Regions from separate parts of the Mus musculus genome. Here regions 1 and 3 are each linked to region 2. The links are chromatin contacts, called in public Hi-C maps. All regions are on one chromosome and are shown on one strand. Each heading gives the region's core, a stretch centred on a gene start, on an enhancer-like site or on the middle of the called end of the contact. The rest is flanking DNA. Distances are from core to core; before and after follow the strand shown.

Evidence for each region. A called contact is a pair of places that touch in the nucleus more often than the background predicts.
Region 1: a contact with region 2 is called in a Hi-C map of the N1E-115 cell line, with 2.7 times the contacts expected there. The contact joins two enhancer-like sites. A contact is called at or near these places in 4 of 39 promoter capture datasets (cranial neural crest, frontonasal cranial neural crest, maxillary cranial neural crest and 1 more), 2 of 484 Hi-C or Micro-C datasets (the N1E-115 cell line and bone marrow-derived macrophages), 1 of 115 datasets of contacts at active chromatin or transcription factors (embryonic stem cells) and 1 of 9 other capture datasets (embryonic stem cells).
Region 3: a contact with region 2 is called in a Hi-C map of the N1E-115 cell line, with 2.3 times the contacts expected there. The contact joins two enhancer-like sites. A contact is called at or near these places in 5 of 39 promoter capture datasets (the 3T3-L1 cell line, the HPC-7 cell line, cranial neural crest and 2 more), 1 of 484 Hi-C or Micro-C datasets (the N1E-115 cell line) and 1 of 9 other capture datasets (liver).

What each region holds. Positions count from the first base shown.
Region 1 is chr13:96,043,638-96,048,103 of GRCm38.p6, forward strand. All of the region lies in intron 3 of Sv2c (synaptic vesicle glycoprotein 2c), which reads right to left. Among named protein-coding and RNA genes, the nearest start is that of Sv2c, 87 kb to the right of the region's middle. Within about 2 kb of position 2,179, at least 4 of the 459 cell types and tissues checked have an H3K27ac peak or open chromatin away from gene starts, as enhancers often do. A contact at or near this core is called in the N1E-115 cell line, where this site is marked.
Region 2 is chr13:96,348,443-96,353,024 of GRCm38.p6, forward strand. No RefSeq gene overlaps it. Among named protein-coding and RNA genes, the nearest start is that of Poc5, 38 kb to the right of the region's middle. Within about 2 kb of position 3,104, at least 23 of the 459 cell types and tissues checked have an H3K27ac peak or open chromatin away from gene starts, as enhancers often do. A contact at or near this core is called in the N1E-115 cell line, where this site is marked.
Region 3 is chr13:96,071,807-96,076,562 of GRCm38.p6, forward strand. All of the region lies in intron 2 of Sv2c (synaptic vesicle glycoprotein 2c), which reads right to left. Among named protein-coding and RNA genes, the nearest start is that of Sv2c, 58 kb to the right of the region's middle. Within about 2 kb of position 2,000, at least 12 of the 459 cell types and tissues checked have an H3K27ac peak or open chromatin away from gene starts, as enhancers often do. A contact at or near this core is called in the N1E-115 cell line, where this site is marked.

The sequences.
Region 1 (4,466 bases), core at 929-3,428, 310 kb before region 2:
TAATGTTCCCTGTTCCTGGTGTGGGGGCCTTAGATGTGTCAGTTAGGACTGGGCTCCACAACTCTGTATTTTGATTGGTTATGGCTTTCTGTAGCAGTCTTCATATGTCAAAAGGAAAACTTCCTTGATGAGTGGGAGGACTATACTTCTCTGTGGGCATAAAGACAAATATTTATTAGTTAGGGACTGTGCTTCTTAGTAAAGTAGTTCTAGGTTCTCCTCCAAGATCTCTCTTTTTTACTTCCCAGCTTGCATGAGGTGAGCAGTTTACTCTACCACAGGCTACCTTCTTTTTTATGTACTGCTTTGCCACAGGCCCCAAAGTAACAGAGTCAATCAATCACTGACTAAATTCTCCAAAACAGCAAGGCCTTAGTGACACACAAGGCCCACCTCCTAATCCTCCCCAAACAGTTCCACCAACTAGGGACCAAGCATTCAAATATATGAGACTTATGGGGGACATTCTCTTTCAAATTATTGCAGAATTCTACTGAGTAATTTTGTTCCACTTTTAATTCTTCAGTAAACATGTGACAGAAAATAATTTTATTCTAGGGGCTGAGGTGGTGGTACAGTGGGTAAAGTGAAGTCATGAAACCCCGAGTTTGCATCCCCAGCACCCATATAATAAGCCAGGCTTGGTAACATATGTCTATAATCCCACCACTGAGAGGCAGAGACAGGTGAATTCTGGGCAATGAACTGGCCAGACAGTTTAGCTGAAACTGTAAGTTCAGGGTTCAGTGAGAGATTCTGCCCCCAAAAATAAGGCAGAAAAGCAATAGAGGAAGACATCCAGACTTCAAGCTGTGGCCTCCACATGGGCACCCAATGTATACAACGCACAAACACATGAGTATAAAGAATATTTTAACTACTTTGATTCTAGCTTCTCCACAGTGTAATTATCAAACAATCCTTTTATCTCCACCTTTCATTTATGTTAGGAACTGAGAAATTATGTGAAAAATAAGTAAGGAGGAGGTGGGAGACTCACTGTAAAGTTACATGTTCTGGGCAGATGATAAGCAAGACTCAGAAACCACCAGGACCAGGCTCTAGCAGTTTTTATTCAGAGGAGCGTTAGGGGCATATGCAAAGAACAGTGCATGAAGACAGAGCACTCATGTACATCAATCAATCAATCAATCAATTAATCAATCTTTAAGGAGCAGCAGCCATCATGTTTAGGGTTTGGTGTACACAGTCAAGAATCATTTCTGGTAGAATTTTAGATACAGCAAGCCTGGTGGGTATGACCATCAGCTTTTGAGCCTGACAGCGTGGGTTTGAAAGCTGGCTAGATCACTCACTGTGTGCCCTTGGGTAGCTACCACACTTTAATATGCCTTACCCTCATCATCTATAATATATAGATAATCATACCTGCATGATAGTATTTCCTCATGGGAACCAATGAGGTTTAGGTGAGTCAATTCACATAAACTGCGGAGCCCATCACCTCCCCCAAAGCAACCACAATTCAGATATTTGATAAAATATATTTTAAAAGTCTCAAAATAATAAAAAAACACACAATTTTTACTTTTTTTGATATGATCAGCAAATTATTTCTTAGGAGAAAACACTATTAAGCAGAAGATTGTATAGTTCTAAGTCAGACTAAAAATCAGCAATGCCAGGGACTGGGGACCATTTGGAAACAACAGCCTTTCTACTGCCTTGATTTTCTTTAATTAAGGGAAAACATTTTTGTAAAACAGTTGTGAAAATAAAGCTCATGGAAGAATCATAGTTGGTGGCAAGGAATTCTGCACAGCCACTGTGTTCTTGCTGGCACCATCAGCTAAGTCAGCTAATGCATTCTGCTTACAGCTTTAAAGTACACATGACTCGGCTCCACCCACATTGGGAGACATGACCTTTCTTTTGTTTCCAACACACAGGAACAAAGACATTTCACTCTCATCTCTGTTGCTATTCTATTTTCCTCCTGATCATCATGCTCAACCGTCCCTCAGTGAGCAGCTCTTAGTTCTGACATTGCCTGGCGTCCAACACATTATTATCCCCTTAATTAACAGTGACTGGAAACAAATAATTTAATTCCAGGGCAAATGAAAATGAATCAATGGTGCCAACTCCATTTCCCAGCTTTCTAATCGTCGGTAACAACAGATAAGAGGGACATGTGTTGCCTTGGTGTGAGATTCATCTGAGAAAATAAAAGACAGATGGACAATGCGCGAGGTCTCACTCCTTACCCCAACAAACACCAATGTGCCCAGCAGGAAAATCTTTATTTGGACAGAATAAACATTTAAAAACCACAGAGATCATGTATGTCAGCTGGATATCGTTATTTCATAAGAAGATACAACTCAAGACCCAGCTTGGTGAAAAGAAAAAAAAAAGCAAAAATCTGAGCCTGGCAGTGCACACCTATGATTCCAGGTCTTGAGATGCTAAGCCTGGCAGTGCACACCCATGATACCAGCTCTGGAGATGCTAAGCCTGGTAGTCACATCTATGATGCCAGCTCTCAAGATGCCGAGGCAGGCAAGAGGGTCATGTGCTTGAGGTCATTCATTCTGCGCCTCATAGAATGACTCTATCTAAGGGGTTGGAGGGGACGAGAACACACAGGAGCATATGTGTCTATTTAGAGACAGTGAAGCCATAAGTGCAGGCATATCTCAGCCTACATGGAAACCCCCTTCAATCCCGTTTGCATTCACAAACAGAATTCAGGAGGAAGACAATCAAGCCTTGGATTTGGAATGTCCAGGTGATTTAATTAAGATGTTGCAAGTTAGTGGGACTGATGATAATCATTCCTGGCTCTAAATCTGCAACATGCAGAGTGTGAGCTTGGTGACCAGGACTTCTCTTTATGTTTTAAAGTTTAAAATAAATGGATCTGGCGGGCAGATGCTCTGCCAAATGTTACTCTGCGACTGCCAGGTGCATCTCTCCCAATAGAAAATTCTGCAACCTTAGAATCAAGCAAGCACAGGATGGAGTTCTGAACTAACAAATTACCTGAACTAACAAAACATCGCTGGTAGACTCTGATGTCACTTTGTTCAACTAGAATCCAGTCATTATCCAGTCAACTCGGGGAAGCCTACTGTTATCTATCTATCTATCTATCTATCTATCTATCTATCTATCTATCTATCTATTTATTTTCTTGACGCATAAGTCATCCCCTTTGGGGAAGATTGTGAAAAATATTCACAATTAATCTTCAGTGACATAGTAGCAACCTTCTTCAGAGGGACCTGGCTTCTGCCTTTCGAGAGGATTTTGGGTATATAAAGTGGCACCAGCCTGGTACTTGACTAAGGGGCCATGATCATTTTTAAAGATGTGAGTGAAAGTTTGGTTCATTCGGTATGGAACCTCTCCGTGTATATAGATCAGGTAAGAATTTAATAGCTCTCTATCTGACTTTTGGATCTGCTTACAGAGTCAAGTCATCAGTCTATTGAGTCAGCCATTGTAATTATAGCTGGTTCTACTGGGTTTTTTGTTTGTTTGTTTGTTTGTTTGTTTGTTTGTTTTAAAGTATGATGGCTATCTTCCCTCAGGCAGTTCACATGTGGAGCAGTTGTCCTGTACATGCAGACTCCTGTGTCCATGGAGTCTGCTCAGCATAGCCTGACAATATTCTGAAAAACATTTGTTGTAGGTGAATGTTCATATGTCAGAGAGGAATATGTTGGTCTACCCTGGCTTTGGTCCACAAAACTGTGTCCTGCTGCTGTGTAGTCTGTGAGCAAGAGTTGGTGGTAACTTTTCAAACTCGGAAACCACTCTGCATGCCTTACTTCATTAAAAAGTAACTGCAGTGCCTATTAACATTGTGAAAAGAGTGTCTTTAAGTTGTTGATTGGGAGGCTAAAGAGTTATATTTCTACAAAAGTTTCCTTGTTAAAGCAGAGTTTCTCATAGTCTTATAATCAGGCCATGGGTTTTCCCACACATGGATCCAGAGGAGTGGTGTGTGAATCGATCTCTTTCAAGAAGGCAGCTACATCATTGATTCTCCTATGCCCTGCATGTGGATAGTAGGACATCTTCAGTTAACTCTGCCCCAATAGGAACTTTCAGACAGACTTACTCTACCTTCCAAAGTAGGCTCTCCCTCTAGTTTAACACACATAGGTCACCTAGACCAATAAAACCACCGTTATTTGAGACAGCTTAATCCTGGATTTAAGAGCAGTCCTTAAGTAATGGGAACAGTTGTAGTAGGTACAGTGCTTTCTTACTTAAATCTTCAAAAGAAGCATGTGGATTCAAATGTTTTTGCTGTGCAAACAGAATTCCAACCTAAGCAAAACCAGTCTCCCATAAGCCACTCATAACACATCCCTACCCTGGGAACATAGGTGTTTCAGTACCTTCATGGATTTAAAAGCAGATAACTACATTTCTTTCTTTCTTTTTTTTTAAAAAAGATTTTATTTATTATTATATCTAAGTACACTGTAGCT
Region 2 (4,582 bases), core at 1,854-4,353:
GAAGCAACATAGTGCATCTTTAGAGATGATAGAAAGCCAGAAAAACTCTCAATAGATGGAGCTGTTTCTCACCACTCTAGCCTGAACCAAATCACATTCTCTGTGATCTACTTTTTGCTCTCCCTCCCCCCTCCCCCTGTGTGTGTGTGTGTGTACACCTCTTTGAGTCTCTATTTCTCTATCTCTGTCTCTCTCCTCCCTCACTGTGTGTGTGTCTACCCCTCTGTGTCTCTATTTCCGTGTCTCTATTTCTCTATCTCTCTGTGTCTCAGCCTTTGTCAGTCTGTCTCTCTCTCTCTCTCTTTCTCTCTCTCTTTTGTGTGTGTGTACCTCTCTGTGTCTCTATTTTTCTGTGACTCTATTTCTCTATCTCTTTGTGTCTCTGTCTCTGTTTCTTTCTCTGTGTGTATGTGTGTGTACCTTTCTGTGTCTCTATTTCTCTATCTTCCTATGTTCATTTTCTACCAGTTTTTATATTTGGTATCTTGTTGATCGTGGAGTTCACAGACTTGGCTAGATTGGGTATCCATACAGCCAGGGCATCTACCTTATCTCAGCTCTGCCCCTGCTCCCATACAGTGCTGGGGTTACTGACATGCTAGTCACCATGTCTGGCTTTTATATGGATGTTAAGTGTCTTAACTCATGTCCCCTGCTTACATGTTAACGTCTTGCTGTCTTGCACCATCTCACCAGATCCTTGTTTGTTTTTGACACAGGGCCTTATGTAGCCCAGGCTGGCCTCAGTGAAGAATGGCTGCCAGCTGTTGGTGCCCTTGTCTCACAGAGGGCCCCCTCCCCATGCACTCTATGAGCTGAGCTACATATCAAGGCCTGCTTTGTTATTTTATTATTAATTGAGAGATTCTAGATATGAAGTCTGTGCAATCTTTTTATTGCTTTGTTGTCAAAAGAAAATCTTAATAATCTACAATATTCCATTCTAAACATAATCCAAAGTACATTAATGTTTCTCATAACTTAGAAATGAAATTGAGTCAAAGTAGAGAAACTAAATTAAATTGATGCCGTTTCTAATTAAGAATTCAAATGTTTGAGGGACCATGGCGATGGCTTGGTTGGTAAAGTACTTATTGTATAGACATTAGGACCTGTGTTCAGTACCCAGTACTGTGGAAGAGCCAGGCCTGGCAATACTGCCAGTGCTGTACTCCCAGGGCTACGAGGCAGACAAGAGAATCCCTAGGCTTTGCCAGCTATCCAGTCTAGCCACACCAGTCAGCTCCAGATTCAGTAACATTCTGTTTTAATAAATAAGGTAAGTGGAAAACAATTGAGGAAGGCATTTGACACTAACATATGGCTTCCTTATACAAGCACACCCATACACATGTGCACTGGCATGCATGCACAAATATATGCCACATACATGACAAAATTTAGATTTAAAACAATTTTATGGTGAATATTTTTCAAACAGGATCTCACTGGGCAGCCCAAGATTGCCTGAAAGTTACAATGACTCTCCTGCCTCTACCTCCTGAATGCCAAAATTACATATGTAAACCACCTCATCAAACTTTTAAATAAACGTCAACTGTATCCTTAAGCAAAATGATTTTGCTCTGAGGACATAGATATTTTTCAGTATACCTGTAGGCATTAAATTACCAACTTGAGTTGTCTACTTCCCCACACAAACCAAGTATCTTAATGAACATCTTTTCTTCTAAGGTACTTTTTCAAATATGAAAGTAGTATTAATACATCCATATTGTCTTGGCCCTGGATTTTTAATGGCATTTCAAAGGAGGTTTTAAACAAGTGTAACTATAACACTGCCCTGTATAAGAGCAGCATCTATTTTATATTTTCTTTCACAATCATAGTATCACATGGAACTGGGAACAGAGGCTATGAGGAGCAGAGTGTAATGGGTCATGATGACCATTTCAGAACAGCTCGACCCTCCTCGGAGCCTTCGAGCAGGCTGCGTGAGCTGAATTCAGAAGCAGAGAGGATGGATCGTACTGCAAGCTGTACAGTTAAGCTGGGCAAGTGTGTGTGTGTGTGTGTGTGTGTGAGAGAGAGAGAGAGAGAGAGAGAGAGAGAGAGAGAGAGACTGACTCACGTAAAATTACCCCAATGAAAGAAATGTATTTTTTGTGTGTGCATTTCTTAATACAAAGCACTCTAAATCACTAGCACGTTTAGTTCCCATTGTTGGCCACTAATGGAACAAACTGCATTTCTCTACCATCTTACCGTGTCACAATTCCTGCACCCTTGTGAGTAGAATTATTACTACTATGGCAGAGCAACTGAATGTTAATGTTTGAAGGCAAAAGGGATGTCAAAATATGAGGTTATAATCCATTGTCCTCATGTTCCAAATGTACCACACTTGGGTTTGAGAGAGATGAGAAAAATCTACCGCTTTTTGCCTTGTCCTGGATTTTAATACCCTTAAGGGGCAGACTGCCCTTGTCCTAGCTCCTTGGCAGGAATTCTCATTGAGTCCGGGACCACTTTAGTCCAAATTAAGATTTTTCAAGCTATGCGCAGCATCAACAAGCTCTTAATGAACAGTAACTTCCCGCATCCTGGAAAATCACCTCCTTTCCGTTTGACACAGGATTTCAGTTCCTTGCCTGGGGATAATAAGCTAATGGATTTGGGTGCAGGATGATAACAAAGAATATGTGAAATCTGTCAATGCTTTTTTTTTTTTCCACTATGGTGATTCCCACCAACCCTCACTGACTGCCTGGGAATGCAGCGTACTATAATGAAATCCTTCATCAGGAGCGATTTTTGAAATACCCCTTGGTTGCTTAAGAACCATTTCAGACAGAGAGATTTAGTCGCTTATCAAGCATATTTGTCTATTTTTTTTCCTGTGAAAACAAACCAGAAATCTTTTCATTACTCCTTTTCTTCCTAGCTTGAATCCGCCCAGGCAGAACTGTCATGCCCCCTTTTTTCCTGCACTGTGACTTGCCAAACCATTTCTGATTGAAAGACACAAGCAAGAATTTAATGGTGTGGAACAAGCGAGTCAGCCGTCTCTGCAGTGCACCCCATCACAATGAGAACGTCTTCCTATGACTCAGAGTGAATCAGATGGAAAGAAAAATAACAGCACAAACAGCAGCTTTGGAAATAAATGGCGACGTGTGCCTTGCACGAACCAGGCTGCCGTGAAGACCACGCTAAGGAGACCTGGCCGGGCTGCCTTCTGCTTTCTCCAAGGAACGGACAGAATGGGCAGCAGACTTTTCTTCCAGAAGAAATCAAAGCATGCACAGTTGTTTAGGCGGACTTGGGCCAAGGAAAACATTTGCCTGTATTCTCCCAAGCTACATGTTGTGGTGACATCATTGGTATATGCCGAAACACCTTATTTGCATTTGATTTTCTGTTTTGTTTTGTTTGTAGAGGTGGGTTTGGGGTGTTTTTGGTTGGTTGGTTGGTTTTTGTTTGTATTGGGTTTTGGGGTGTGTGTATGTGTGTGTGTGTGTGTGTGTGTGTGTGTGTGTGTATTTTGTTTTGAGATAAGGTCTCACTGTGTGGCCTTGGCTATCCTGGAACTCACTACATAGACTAGGCTGACCTCCAATTCACAGAGATCCACCTGCTTCTGCCTCCCAAGCCCTGGAACTAAAGGCGTGCACTACCATGCCCAACTTGCATTTTGATTTTATTTTAAAGATTTATTTATTTATTATATATAAGTACACTATAGCTGTCTTCAGATGCACCAGAAGAGGGCATCAGATCTCATTACAGATGGTCGTGAGCCACCAAGTGGTTGCTGGAAATTGAACTCAGGACCTCTGGAAGAGCAGCCAGTGCTCTCAACCACTGAGCCATCTCTCCAGCCCACATTTTGATTTTTAACTGCTCTTTTTATGAATGGAATGAATAAGTGATTGATAGATAATGAAATAAAGTCATATATGATTGTCATACAGGAGGGCTCAAAATATAAATTATACATTATATATTTATGTATATAAGATAATATATTATAGAGCATATTTTAAATATTTAAAATGTTGACAGATCTATACATTGACATATATAGTGAAAGGAAGAATTCTATTGAAAACCAGGACATCTCTGACTAGGAGTAGCTAGCAAGCTTGCCTGTTAACCCAGCCATGGCTAACAGCTCATGCTTGCCTACCCTTCCTACTAGTTTTGCACCCTCATTTCTGTTCGCACTGCCTCCTGGGTCCTCGTTCCTATGCGACACATCTCACACACTATTTGACTACACGGTGAGTTGTGGAACTGGTAGGAGGGACCAGCTGGAGGCCAGGCAGTCTATGAGTGGCAACGGAGGACAGCTCCTTCCATCTTTGCTGCTTGTCCTATTAGCCTCTCTCCCTGACTCACAGGAGGGTGTTTCAGCTGCAGCTGGGGAGAGGGAGAAATTGAGAAGCAAAGTGATTCCATGTCAGAGGCCCACTCCATTCCAGTGCCTCGGCGGCCCACAGTGTGAACCCTGTAGAAAAGAAGACAGGAGATCTTAACCTAGCATTTAGCTCTTGCTATCTGCCAGAATAGAGGCTCAAAATGCAAACTTGATAACCCTAGGAACTGAGAAATAGGATTA
Region 3 (4,756 bases), core at 750-3,249, 280 kb before region 2:
GCAACACTGAAAACCAAATGATGCTCTGCCTCCCAGAAGCAATCAATTCCCAATAGCTCCTCAGCTGGGGGTAAGACTTCATGTCCATCTCCTCTCATACCACAACTAAGCAGGAAATAAACACAATAAGATGGGAGGAAGGCACTGGGTAGCGGCATGGCACGCACTTCTTACCTCTGTGGTCTATCCCCGGGTAGGCATGTGTGTTTACGTGAAGTTGACCCCCACAGCGAGACTTGGTTTTGTTCCAGTGAGCAGCGTGATTCATACAGTTTTCAAACAGCTAGTCTAACACAATTGTACCATTTATTTCTGGTCTAACTATGTTCTCCTGAGAAAACAAAATTACTCAGAGAAAATTCATTACATTTCATGGGGCTGGATAAGCAGGGCAAAATGATCTGAAGGAACCATATTCTAATTGCATCACCATGACACTGGCACCAAGAAGCTATTTCCACAAAATAAAGTCACACTAAGCCCTGCACACTTGGAACCCACACCAGGATTTGTGCCTGTGAATGTGGTTAGAGATGTGAGATTCCCCACACTGTGAAGGAAAAGGCATAAAATATATAGCTACTGTCTATTAGTGCAAAAAAATGTATATCCTTCAGCTGTTGATATTGGCTGTTAGAAAACAAAAAAAAAACAAAGAACTACCTCTCCTGAAATGGTTTGTAGCACCATTTGCCCATGGTCATTACTGTATGCTGGTAAGTAAGGCAAACATTTCCACTCTGTGCTGCTATTTCCCCAAGCTCCCACCCTGGCAACTGTTTAATCCTTACCACAACTGCCAGGGATGTTGGTGGGGAAACCTAAAAGCGAAAGAACAGGGTTCAGTGTGTACCACTCAATGTGAGGGTTACACCTCCAGCCTCAGCAGGCTGATTCCAGATCTGCAATGCCCAAACCACACACTCACAATATCCCCAGGCCTTGCAAATGCCATTATGTCTTAGAAACGCTGGGCTAGATGATGTAGTTTTAAAATTCACATTTTGAATAAGAAAGCATGGTGAGATGGGGTAAGACACACATACCAAATTCTGATACACTGATTCCTAAGCTCTGGCCAGCACTGGATGTGACTCCAATAAAGAGAGACAAGGAGATCAATGAGTTGTATGCTAATACCAGGCTCCTAGAAGACCTGGTATTAGCATACAACTCTCTCTACTCTCCCTTTACCAACACAGGCAGTAGCAAAGTCATCCAGATAAATTTTAATGCCAGATGATCAAATGATAAATTATTATTATTATTTTAGTATCAGTATGTCCCAAATATCACACATGGCATTTTTATGGGAAAAATTGCACTATTATTTCTACACTTTAAATTTAAGTAGATTGTGTGAGAGTTCAAGTTTATCTGAACTCTAACTTCCCCTTATGCTGGAATATCTGGAGAGTTGTATCGAGTGGCAAATAGAGAGGAACATAGCAGGCTGAATTATGTAGTTTAAGGCTATTCCTAAGAGTTCACACTAGCCTGCATACTAACTAGTCATGGATAGGATGTGGAATATCAGAACACAAATGGCAAGCAGGCTGTGGGGACAAGAGAATTCATCACAAGAAGGGAGCCCAGAAGATAAAAGAACAGCTATAGATGGGGACCATGTCCCAGTGAGTAAAGAAGCTAAAACGTTGAAGCCTTCAATCTATGGTGTATCAATTCCAAACTCTTAAATCGTTTTTTTTTTTTCTGACCATAGGAAAAAAATTAAGCTGCTGATGTAAGGCTTTTAACTGAGGCACGGTCATTAGTCTTGTTTGAGTCTAGAGAAACAGAATTACAGTAATGGACCAAAAGGTCAAATCGCCAGCATCCTTAGCCCACTTGGCTACGCGCCTGGCATTGATCTTCATGTCTTGGATGTGTGCCATGGGGTCCTGGCTGGAGAGTTAAGCTCATACGCACTTTGCTGTTTATCAACAGATCTAATTATTCAGCTTCTTACACCACAGCACAGAGCATCAAAGGATGAATCAGGCACAGTTCAGATGGCAGCACGGACAGGAGAGAAAGGGCACGGAGGGAAAGGATAGCACTGAGGCTGTGCTGAGCCATCAGGGCGTGGTCTTAGTTGTGTGTCTGTTTTATAGTGTGTTAACATTTCAGGAAACAAAAGCTCACCATGTTAGTTACCACCGTTGGGAGGCAATTCCCATCTCTCCCACTAAGCTACACCCCACCCTAAGAGGTTTGTAATTTGTTTATGGTTTTCTTCATTTGTTTTTGCTTTTGCTTTTTTGAGACATTTAGAAAGTATGTAAATCACATTGACTTCCATAGTTCTAGCAAAAGAGCTTTGGCTCTAACAGCTTATTTTATCCTCACCCCCTAAAAACCTCCAAAAAGTTCTCATTTAGCAAAAAATTCTACCAGCAAGTGACATTTTATGATTATCTGATTCCACATAAATTAATAATTAACTGCTGAATATTTGAGGTCTTATGTTAGCCCCCTCTGGCTTTTAAGAAACATATTTCATTGAAACCAAATCCTTCCTTCAAATGCTGCCCAGGGAAAGAAACCAAAGTCACCAATCTGGCATATTCATGAGAGGTCAAAATAGTAAAACCAGGGCCCTGAGTTAGTCTGAAATTGCTTAGGGGACGCTGCAAGAGGAGCCATGACTGACTAAGAGCAGAGCCCATCTGGACCCTGAATTCTGGGAAGCTTCTGGCAACAGGCAGAGAAAGAGAGAAAATAGCTCTCATCTGTGCAGGGATGATCATCAGTTCCAGCATCCCTCTGAACACAGAAAATTAATGTAGTCTCTCTCTCTCTCTCTCTCTCTCTCTCTCTCTCTCTCTCTCTCTCTCTGTGCGTGTGTGTGTGTTAGTTCTGTGATGTGTTAAATTATCCCATTTTTAATTGTTTCTATGGAATGGCGCTGGGTCATGAACCCAGGTCCTCAAGCTCACATGGGCTCTTGTACCAATTCATATCCTTACCCTATTCTTTTGCTTGTTTTGTTGTTTATTTGTTTGGCTTGACTTTTTGTTTTTGAGGCAGTCTATGTAGCCCAGGCTACCTTTGAACTCTGATTCTCTTGTTTCAGCTTCCCACAAGCTCACACTAAGCTTAGGAAATATAGTAGACCATGCCTACCTAGAGATGGACCTACCATGGGATGGTGCACATTCCCAGAGATGTACAGTAGGCATCCTAGTAGACCTACTGTGGAATAGAGGGCATCCCCAGGGGTGTGAGCCATTATCATTCTCTTTTCTATACACTTTGCATCGATTGCACATTACCAGATGTTTTAAGAATGTGGCCTGAAGCTCTGGCTACTTTCTGTCCCATCAGATCAGTGGATGGACCAGTGTTTTGCAGGCAACTTTGGTCAAGCTCTTTTCTGGTGTCAGAAACATTTCTCCTCAGGAGAATGCAAAGAACTAGAGGACTATATTGGTGATAGATTGTTTAATCTTATTTTCTTGTTTGGCAATAATGAATCCAAATAAGATTTTGCTAGTATAGGCATACAGGCTGTACTTCATGAGCTAATAATTTTAAAATTCAATTAAGATTGAGGTGACAGCTAGGAGGCTAAACAGAGCCAGAGGGCATATTCACAGCCCAGATAAAAGCCCATCAAAGACACTGAAGTAGACACGGAGGACAAAGAGACCATTCCCCAGGAGACACAGCTATGGATCCCCAAATACAGCAAACACGATAAGGGTATACAACACAGCAATCAAATTTCAGAGCACACCCAGGGTGCCAAATAATCAAAAATTTGGAATAAACTTGAAAGAGAACAATCACACTCAAGTCTAAGCAGCAACAGTGGGATTTTACATATTTTACCAACAATGGCACAATGTAAGGCATTGTTAACAGCTATATAAAATTTTTTCTCATTTAAGACACCAGTCAGATCTAGTGCTCTTACTCCTGACATACAGATATCAAAACTGAGGAATGGAATTGTTTAACTTGCCAATCATCCTACATCAGTAAAAGATTTTTTCCATGTCCATCTGACTTTTTAAGCCTCTCATCTGATTCACTTCTCACACTACACCGCTACCATAGTAGTTTCCCCAAACCCCGATTTAACAGTCTGTTCTTTCTCAGTTCAGGATAAAAGCAATTCCTTTTCTTGATGTAAAGGTCTTTCCCAGTACGGGTCTACAGCTTGACCTCTGTCAGCTCTTCAACAACTCCTAGTGAACTCCTCACAGGGCCCGTGCTTGTCGACAGCAACATTATCTTCCTAGAGCATCACTCTTCTTAACTGCCCAGGGAGCTCTGCATCATCCTTCAAATACCTGCTCAGATGTTACTTCCTAGATGAGTTTTTGTAAGTTCTCAAAGGCAGACCCAATGACTCTGTGCTCTATCCTACAGTATTATACTCACGATCATAGAGAGAACAGTGTATTAAAATCCACCTTATTACAAGTTACACCGGGGGGAAAAACCCAAATAGCAAAGATCAGAAAATACCTTGCAAAGCACTTCACTCATAGCAGGTGCTCAATTAATGTCTTGTGACTTGGATGTCCTTGTTACTTCCATTTTTAACAAAAAATTACTTCTCTTGGCTGGAGGGATGGCTCAGTGGTTGAGAGCACTGGCTTCTCTTTTGCAGGACCCAAGTTTGGTTCCTAGCACCCACATAAGGGTGTCTCGCATCTGTCTGTTAACCCCAGTCCCAGGGAATCTGAAAGCCTCTTCTGGACTTTTCAGGCACTGCATTCACATGTACATACTAACACCTCCGTAG